Linked DNA regions of Mus musculus: region 1 is linked to region 2. A link is a contact called in public promoter capture Hi-C data. All regions are on one chromosome and are shown on one strand. Each heading gives the region's core, a stretch centred on a gene start, on an enhancer-like site or on the middle of the called end of the contact. The rest is flanking DNA. Distances are from core to core; before and after follow the strand shown.

Region 1 (4,787 bases), core at 288-2,787, 2.0 Mb before region 2:
CAGGAAAGTCATCCTTACCTACATAGGAACAAGTGTCTCAAAAAACAATAAATGAATTTTTAAAATTAAAAAAAGCACATGGAAGTTCCCTGGCAGGGCATTTACCTATTTTGAATTCCTGAGTTCAATCATCAGTACCACAAACAAACCCAGTACACTTCAAAAAAAAAAAAAAAATGGAAAGAATATTCAGTATTATACATCTTTTTTCCTTCCTTCTTTTCTTTTTTCTTTTTTTTTTTTTTTTTTTGTTTTTTTGAGACAGGGTTTCTCTGTGTAGCCCTGGCTGTCCTGGAACTCACTTTGTAGACCAGGCTGGCCTCGAACTGAGAAATCCACCTGCCTCTGCCTCCCGAGTGCTGGGATTAAAGGCGTGCACCACCACGCCCGGCCCTTTCTTTTTCTTCTTTCCATCCAATACATGTGTCCCGGTTATATTAAGCTATTGTAATGACTTGTTTGTAGTTCCGAGGCTGAATCAGTCCTTTACCTAGAAGTTATTCAAAGCTTACTCAGGAGGATTGTAGAATGCCAGAAGTGTATTTGGAGATCGGCCAGTCCGGGTCTTATTTTATTTGTAATTAGGATACAGAAGTCCCTGGGAGGCAGAAAGAATGCCACAAAAGTGAGGCCAGCTTGGGTTCAAGAGTGCTTCACTCCCAAAACAGTAGCTATGGAACTTGGAATTCTTCCAAGGACATTGTTAACAATTTACCTGCCCACTGGCCTTGAAAATGGATAGTGCAGGAAAATAGGCCTATATCTACAAATGGGGGACGGAAGGGGAACATGAATTTGATGGGCCAGCTTCCCACGTATTAGGATGGCAGGCATATATTACCACACCCACCTTAGAGCTGTGGACAGCAATAGGCTCATACGCCTAAAAATGAAAAGTTCTGTTGAGAGACGCACGGTAAAAGAACTCTCATACAATCAAGCCCTACTATGATCACAACAAACCACAACTCTCAATGGATTGTGTGTGTGTAAATACAATAGGCTTCAGTGACATTTGTCAGTCCCAGAGTCTCAAAAGACGAGGTCCCATCACTTAGTAAACTGTGTTAAAGCGAGTGCTGGTACGATTCTAACTATTTGGTTTGCACTAGAGAATCAATGCACTTTTTTTGTTTTCAAATTGTTACTAATAATTGCACACCCAAGAGCTCATACAATCGGCCGCGTGTAGCATTTTTAGTTCAGGAAGTAGCTTCAGACCCTGAGGGCGTTTGCTACGCGACTGCGTAGGGGTTGGGACTCGGCAGCTCCTTTTCCTGAATAGACACTTATGGGCTAGGTTTCCATCCTCCCAGCCTACTACCCAAGGACAACGTTCCGAACACCTGTAGGGAGTGGAGCAAGAGGGAAACGTCGCGCATGCGTGTTGGCGCGCGCAGGCGCAGCCCGGCTTTTTCCGGATCGCCCAGCAGTAGCACCCACTCCGTACCTCCCGTCCCGCCTCCAGATGCAGAGGAAGGATGCGATTGGGCACACTTGTTGCCCGTCAGACCAGACTCAATTCTTCTCCCTACAATTGGCAGCCCGGGAAAAGGCCAGTCCGCCGTCGTCGGCTTACTCCTTAGAGACCTGGCGCCACCGCGGAAGCCGCTATTGGCGGACGCCCGGGACCGCGACTGCTCACTTCCGGCGCCGGCGACGACTCTGCCCGCTCGGGCACTCTCAGCCTCCCCCGCCCTTCCACCATGGCCGCCTCTGTGTGGTGTGGGGAGAAGCTGGTCCTCCCATAGCGCTCCTGCTGCATCCTCACCCGCTAGGGGCCGGATTCCAAGGAACCGCGTTTCCCAATCCCGCCGGGAAGGTTTCCCACTCCCAATTCAGGGCCAGGACTCCTTCCCACGCCTCGAGAGGCAGAAACTTAGGGTTTCCCCTCCTTTCAGGATAAGAAGCCAGAGGGTTTCCCCCTCCACTTCTGCAAGGGTGGCAGCCTTGCCTATCTCCCTGCAGGACACAAGACCCTTAGTCTACCATACTTCTGCGCAAAAGCTTTGCCCCAGCCCGGCCACTCCTGAGGGAGCATCTAGAGAACCCGCGCCTTCCCCCTCCGCAGGAGAGGAGGCAAGAGTGCGGAAAGCCAGGCCTGTCGGCCTCCCTCCCACTTGTTCCTCTTGCTCCTCGTCCTTGGCAAGCCAGAGTTCTCCATTTCTAGGACTTAACACCCGTCTACTCCCTTGACCTCTTCTGGTCTCTTGGCTGCAGCCATGGAGTTACAGAAGGGAAAGGGGACCGTAGCAGCTGCTGCATCAGGAGCAGCGGGAGGTGGAGGAGGAGGAGCGGGAGCAGGAGCCCCAGGAGGGGGGAGGCTGCTACTTTCAACCAGTTTGGATGCCAAGGATGAGTTAGAGGAGGTAGGTGTGGGGGGTGGGGAAGGGAGTAAGGAATTGGGTTGAGGAGGGATGCTGGATCGCATATGGGGTGGGGGTGGGGAGAAAAGGCCTTCAAGTTTATTTTATTTATTTATTATTATTATTATTTTTTTTTTGTAAGGCAGAAACATTGCTCTTGCTTCCTGCTTCTGGAGGAAGAAGTGTGGGTCAATTTCCTGGACAGGTTGCCCTAGTAACAGCTGCCGCTATTAAGAAAATGGGTGTGAGGGGTGTTGGTTACAGAAGGGATGTAGCATCAGTACTGACCAAAGTTATTTTCATTTCTTCCCACATACACACCAATAGCTATCTAAAATATCCACCCTATTTGAGAGTGTTAAGTTGAAAAGTATATATGTGTTTACAGGCAGGTGTCTGAGGATTGGCAACTTCCTACAGACTTGGCCCCTCTTCTTAGATGGTATCATTGACTGTGTGTGGATACAGACACTTGTCAGTGATTTTAACCGAGCATTTATAGAGTGAGTGAAGACTTACAAGTAAGTAGTATCTAGTTTGGTAATATCAGTCATAGCAGTGGGGTGAGCCAGTATATAGGGGACTGCTTTCCTTAGTACCAGAGAGTACATACACACACGAAGGAGAGGTACGGGAGGCAGAGGCAAGTGGATCTCTGTGAGTTTGAGGCCAGCCTGGTCTACAAAGAGAGCTCCAGGACAGCCAGGGCTACAGAGAGAAACCCAGCCTCAGAAAACAAAACAAAACAAAACAAAACAAAACAACGACAGGCAGACACAGAACATGAGTGAGGAGGCTTGTCCCTTCCTTTTCTTTGCTTGGTCTCACCCTGTGCTTGACTAACTAGAGATGATCTGTGTAGCCACTTCCACAACTTACACACAGGAAGACGTACTTAGGATGTAGGACAGACGGAGGCATGATTGTTGAACTGTTTGTAAAGCCTAAAGCATTCAGTTCCATGGTTACCCAAGGATAGGGGGAGGAAATGAACAGGCCCTGTCCCCTCACTCACAGGCTGTTTCCCTGACACTATGTCACAGTCCTTTATCACATGCCAGAGTAGGCAGGTAAACTCAGAGTTGAAAAAATGTGAGATTGCCTTGCGTGGTGGTTCCCATCTGTAATCCTAGCACTTGGAAGGTTGAGTCAGGGAGAAAGAGAGAGATAGACTGAGAATATGAATGAGGATGAATGGTGAGTGTGTAGAGAGTTCTAGGCTAGCTGGGGCATCATTAGCTAGATCTTGCCATCAGAAACAAAAGGCAGAAGAAGAAGATACAGTAGATCGCAAGATGATGGCACATACACACAAAAAGAAACTTTATGGGCCTGCACTAGAGGCAGAGGAGTATCTCTGAGTTCAAGGCCAGCCTGGTTTACATAGCAAGCTTTAGGACAGCCAGGACTACAGAGACCCTGTCTCAAAAGAAAGCAGTGAACTTGAACCAAACTGGTCTTATAGCAACTGTGTGGTTTATCTGCCAGCAGACGTCTGGCTGGCTGGAAAGTGAGTTATGTTTTCATTGTATAATTCTATAAGCATTTAGACAAGTTTGCTATTTCTGTTCTTCCTGCTCCTCCTCCTCCTTTTTCTTCTTCTAATCAAGAAGGCATAATTAGAAATGTAAACAGTACTTCTAAGCCAGGCACGGTGGCCCAGGCACAGGTTTGTAATCCCAACACTCCAAAGAGACTGAGGCAAGATGATTGTAGGCTCATGACCACTGTGTCACCTTGTCCTACCCAGCTACATTTTTTTCCTGTTTCAATTAAAACTTTGTGTGTGTGTGAGTGACATATGTATGTGGTGTGCACATTCTGAAATGTATGTAGAGGTCTGAGAATTATCTTTATGGGGTTGTTCTCTCCTTCAATTTCTTGCAGGTTCTGCAAATTGAACTTGGGTCACTATGTTTCTACAGCAAAGCTCTTTATCTGCTGAGCCTCTCTGCAGCTCTGTTTTATTTTTCAGATAGTATCTAGTAGTTTGTCTAGTCTGAAACTTCTCTCTCTCTCTCTCTCTCTCTCTCTCTCTCTCTCTCTTCCTCTTCCTTCCTTCCTTCCTTTCTAAGACAGGGTTTCTCCGTGTAGCCCTGGATATCCTGGAACTCACTCTGTAGACCAGGCCTCTAACTCAGAGATCCGCTTGCCTCCCAAGCACTGGTATTAAAGGTGTGCACCACCACTTTCCAGTTACATCTGGAACTTAACTGTGACCACTTTGACTGTCAAGTATTGAGCCTGGTATTCTAGCACCAGAGCTCAGAGGGTAAACAGTCAGTAGGTGACTGACTGTCTCTGATCCTTCCATCAGAGCAGCTGAAAGACAAAGGATTCCAAGGTTGGATGAGAGTCTATTGATTCTTTTTTTCCTTCCTTCCTTTCTCTATTTCATTCTTTCTTTTCCTTCCTTCCTTC
Region 2 (4,338 bases), core at 800-3,299:
TTAGCCCCTCTGGCACCCCTCTCTGACCTTCCCTCAGGCCTGGAGAAGAGCTGCTCCTCGTTTGCTTGTCCCCTGCTTCTTCTCGAGCCTCAGGCCAAGGCTCTGAGTAGCTGCCTGGGGTCTATTTATTTTTTTATGCCTGCTTATTTTAAATTTGGGACCTGAGTTGTTCACTGCTTTGTCCTGCCTTTGGGGGGACAAATCGGAGCAGCACACACTCTGCAGGGCGTTCATCTTCTAGGGGAGTTACTAGGAGGGAGGAATGCTAAGGCTTCCTATGTGTAGCTGAACATCTGTGAATGAGCCAACTCACCCTCATAGCTCAGTCTGCTGTCAGACCCCACTCCTTGGAGAAGTGGAAAACTGTGACACAGATCCCAATTCTTTATCCCCCTTCCCTGTCCCTCAGGCCCGGGAACCGCATGAGCTGCTGGCCTTCATTGGCCCAGGTGACTACAGTAGAGGGGCATAGTTATAAGTGGGTCAGACTTACTAGAGAACACTGTCCTTGGAACTTTGCCCTGAAGCCAGGTTGGGAAAGAGCCACTGGCTTGGATGTGTGTTCCTCACTCTTATCTCCTCAGGCCAGCTGAGCCAAGCCCTGGAGGTACAACGGAGGTTCTGAGCCCGAGGCAGCAGTGCCACAGGCACACCTGCCACCCAGATGAATAGCAACAGGTGTCTCACAGTGGGACTCTGGAATATGAACTATCCTTTTTTTTCTTGTCCTTGGTTGTGAAGTATCATCCCAGTCATGGTACCCTGTGCTGGCAACAGAAAAAAAAAAAAAATACAGTCAGGAAGGCACCCAAGGCCAGGTCCACCTGGTTACCAGCCTCTTACTGCCAAAACCATTGATGCTTTCCTCAGGAGCGTCCCTCTTCCCTGCCTCTACTGAGCCTGTGTTGGTGGCAGAGAGGCACATCCAGGAATGGGAGGGAAGAAAGCAGGCAGATCTTGCTCTTCAGCCTGGGAGATGCTTGGGAAATGCCATGGTGCCAAATTGGAAGGTGCTAACTGAAGCCTTCATGTTTCTCACGGCTGCTCCACATTCTTCCATCCTGACTTGACCCAGTCTCCACACACACACCTCCTACTACTCGCTGTAGTCTGTATTTGTTTCCTTCTGAGCCCTCTACTAATGTCTCAGCATTTTGGTTTGTTTTTTGAGACAGGGTCTCATATATCCCAGGCTGGGTTTGAATTCATTATGTAGCAGAGGGTAGCCTAGAACTCTTCATCTTCCTCCACCTCCTAAGTTCCAGGTTTACAGGACGCCGCCAGGCCCCACTTCCTGCACTTTATTGAGAGAGCCCTTCAATCTTGCCCATAGTCATCTGAAGGGTGAAGCCCACAGATCATTTTAAATCCTTTCGCTCCTCACCTCTACCTTAAGACCTATCAATACAGTGGAGCAAGGGCCCCTCTCAGGCTTTCACTATCAAGACCTTTGTGATTGGACAGCTCTGCTCTTTGGTCTTTCCTAACGGGGCAGAGTGTGGACATAGGTTCCTCCCACCTTTCATACCTTAGGTTACTCCTTCCCGACTTTTCTTGTCCGGTGTTTAAGCCTCTCCCTTTCTTGTCCTATCTCCCTTTCCTTCTTTCCCCTTGTGTTTGAAAGGACCTTGGATATAAAGGTAAAAGGCACCCCCGTGTCGGAACTCCTACTCTCCCAAGGTCAGGGTCTGGGATTGGCCTTGGTGAAGATGAGCCAGTGGGCGGCCATTTTTCCAAAACTGGAGACCAAAACAGCTAGAAATGTTGACCCATTGGTCAACACACAAATTAGAAACTCGGCAAGACAGGAGGGCTGGATAGAGGCACATGGGAAAGAATGCACATTCAGCATTAGCTAGAAATGGACTCGAGGAGATTAGCTGCGAATATTCACTGTTGCACTGTATGAGATCTTTGAAATGTAATTAAAAGTTTTTATTGAGCCCCTAAACTCTGGCTTTTGGGTTTTGTTTTCTGCCCTTCCCCCCCTCCCTCCCCCCGGAGCTGAGAACTAATTCCTCGTCCTCGGCCACTGCCCCGCCCCATCCGGCTCCGTGACGGGCATTCCGCGGCCTCCAATCGGAGGTCCTGTTGGGAGGAGCTGCAGGGCCAGTTTATTTTGGCGGTTCAATTTCAACATGGCTGAGGTGAGCCGAGATAGCGAGGCTGCGGAAAGGGGGCCTGAGGGCTCCTCTCCGGAAGCTGTGCCAGGGGACGCGACCATCCCCAGGGTGAAACTCCTGGACGCCATAGTAGACACTTTCCTCCAGAAGCTAGTCGCCGACAGGAGGTAGGTGGCGACCAATGGGGAGAGGTGGCGGGAGGTCTGTCGCAGGATCGTAAGTCCCGCGAGATACGCTTGGCGCAGTCACGTGGGCGACCCGCCGCGGTGGAGCAGGGCTGCTCCCCTGAAACCTCTCGCCGCGGTTTGCGGAGGAGTAGAGGGAAGGTCGGATTGCAGTTGCTGTCTTCTCCACCGTCCCGCAAGGCAGCAGCCTGGGGCCCGCGGCAGCCTTAGGGCAGCCGACGTCCTTCCCCAGAGGTCATCTGCTTACGTAGACCTAACGCGCCAGGGCGCCAGATGAGCGCAGAGCTCTGCTGGCTGGAGCGCGCGGGAGGTGGCAAGCACTGAGCTTGCAGTCTTTTTTTTTTTTTTTTTTTGAGAAAGGATTTCTCTGTAGCCCTGGCTGTCCTGGAACTCACTCTGTAGACCAAGCTGGTCTCGAACTCAGAAATGAGTGGCTGTCCTTACAGGCTGGTGTGCCAGGCCTCATAACCAGGAATGTCCTGGGCTCAGTGGTAAGAGCACTCGTTGATCTTGCAGATCTTGCAGCGCACCTACATGGTGGTTCACACCCACTTGTAACTCCACTTCCAGGGGATCTGACACTATTCTGGTGGGCATTAAGCATGTACATGGTGCAAATACATACGTGCAGGCAAAATACCTAGACATAAACATGACCGAATCAAATTAACATTTTAAAAAAAGGAATGTTAGCCGGGCAGTGGTGGCGCAAGCCTTTAACCCCAGCACTTGGGAGGGAGAGGCAGGCGGATTTCTGAATTTGAGGCCAGCCTGGTCTACAGAGTGAGTTCCAGGACAGCCAGGGCTACAGAGAAACCTTGTCTCAAAAAAAAAAGACTATAGGCTCAGTGCTCGCCACCTCCCATGCCTTCCCGCTCCAGCCAGCAGAGCTCTAGTGACTTCCACAGTGACTAGAGGAAGACTGGACATGCTGGCTTCAGGTGGACCTCAAATTCTTGCCCTGCTGTCCTTTTCGTTGGCCTGGCTAAGGCCCAACTGCCAGAAGTGCCAATCTTAGGTTTCACAATATAAAGATGCAGTCGCACATGGCCCTGCTATCTGCACTCCCCTGCCTTGTCTCTCCAAAAGCGAAATCTTTTTTTTTTTGGTCCTGGCAGTCTCCTGGACCTTCTGAAACAGTCTTTCTCTTTAGCTGCAGCAAGCAAGGGATTCCTTTTCTGTGTCTTGTGACATTTGAACCTGCCAGAAGAGACTGGGTTGGTGGTATTAGTGGAGCCCAGGGTAAAGGCCAGTTAGTACTATTCAGAGAGAAGCCAGGTCTCCCACCAGGACACAGTGCAGCCAGCAGCTTGTTACAGAGGAGTGGGTCCCATGAGGCTGAGGGGCTAAGGTCTTACCATATCCTGATCCAGTGCTATGGCCTGGGATGCTCTAGGCAGGGTGTGATTTATATAGTTATGTTAAGCCCAAGGAAAGAGCGAACATCAATTGTGCCTCAGTTGCTGGCATTTTAAACTAAAGAAAGGCAAGGAGGTGAGGGCGATGGGACTCAGTGGTAGGTAGGGCTCAGTGATGGAGCTGCTGGGAGGCCTGGGGCTCTACCTCCAGGCTCAGAAATAGCAAAGCTGGTTGGCATTCAGGAAACAGTACTACACAGAAAGAGTAGTTTTATGTATGAGCCATAGAAACTCCCTACCCACTCTGCAGGTTCAGGTAATTGGTCGTGGTGAGAATTCATGTCTGAGTGCAGATCTGCCTGTCCAGATCTCCTCTTACTCTGTCTTCACGGTTTCTGCCTTCGTCAGGCTGCGTCATCTTAGTCTTACCTCCCAAGTCCGTCCTTTTGAGTCAACCTGTGCAGGTCTTAGTCTCTGCTTCAATCCCTTTGGCCCTTCTATAGTTCAGATTCTTGGGTTCTCCCTTCTCTGAATGGTGGAGTGTACATTCTAGCTGGCTTCATCACATCCCAGCTGAGCGGCCTTGGACAAGCTTCTGTCTACCAGTTCTTGGTCATCTGAGTATTGGGGATGATGGTAATGGATGGTCATCACAAGGATCCTGTGAGGACT

The links. Promoter capture Hi-C pulls out the DNA fragments that hold promoters and counts their contacts.
Region 1: a contact with region 2 is called in a promoter capture Hi-C map of pre-B cells, with 4 times the contacts expected there. The contact joins the promoter of Ints3 here to the promoter of Pmf1 in region 2. A contact is called at or near these places in 3 of 39 promoter capture datasets (liver and pre-B cells).

Annotation. Positions count from the first base shown.
Region 1 is chr3:90,430,386-90,435,172 of GRCm38.p6, reverse strand. It overlaps Ints3 (integrator complex subunit 3), which reads left to right and starts at 1,537. Exons shown (of 30, transcript NM_145540.3): 1 at 1,537-2,369. The coding sequence starts at 2,223.
Region 2 is chr3:88,408,108-88,412,445 of GRCm38.p6, reverse strand. It overlaps Pmf1 (polyamine-modulated factor 1), which reads left to right and starts at 2,049. Exons shown (of 5, transcript NM_025928.4): 1 at 2,049-2,290. The coding sequence starts at 2,139. Slc25a44 (solute carrier family 25, member 44) reads left to right here. Exons shown (of 4, transcript NM_178696.5): 4 at 1-1,952.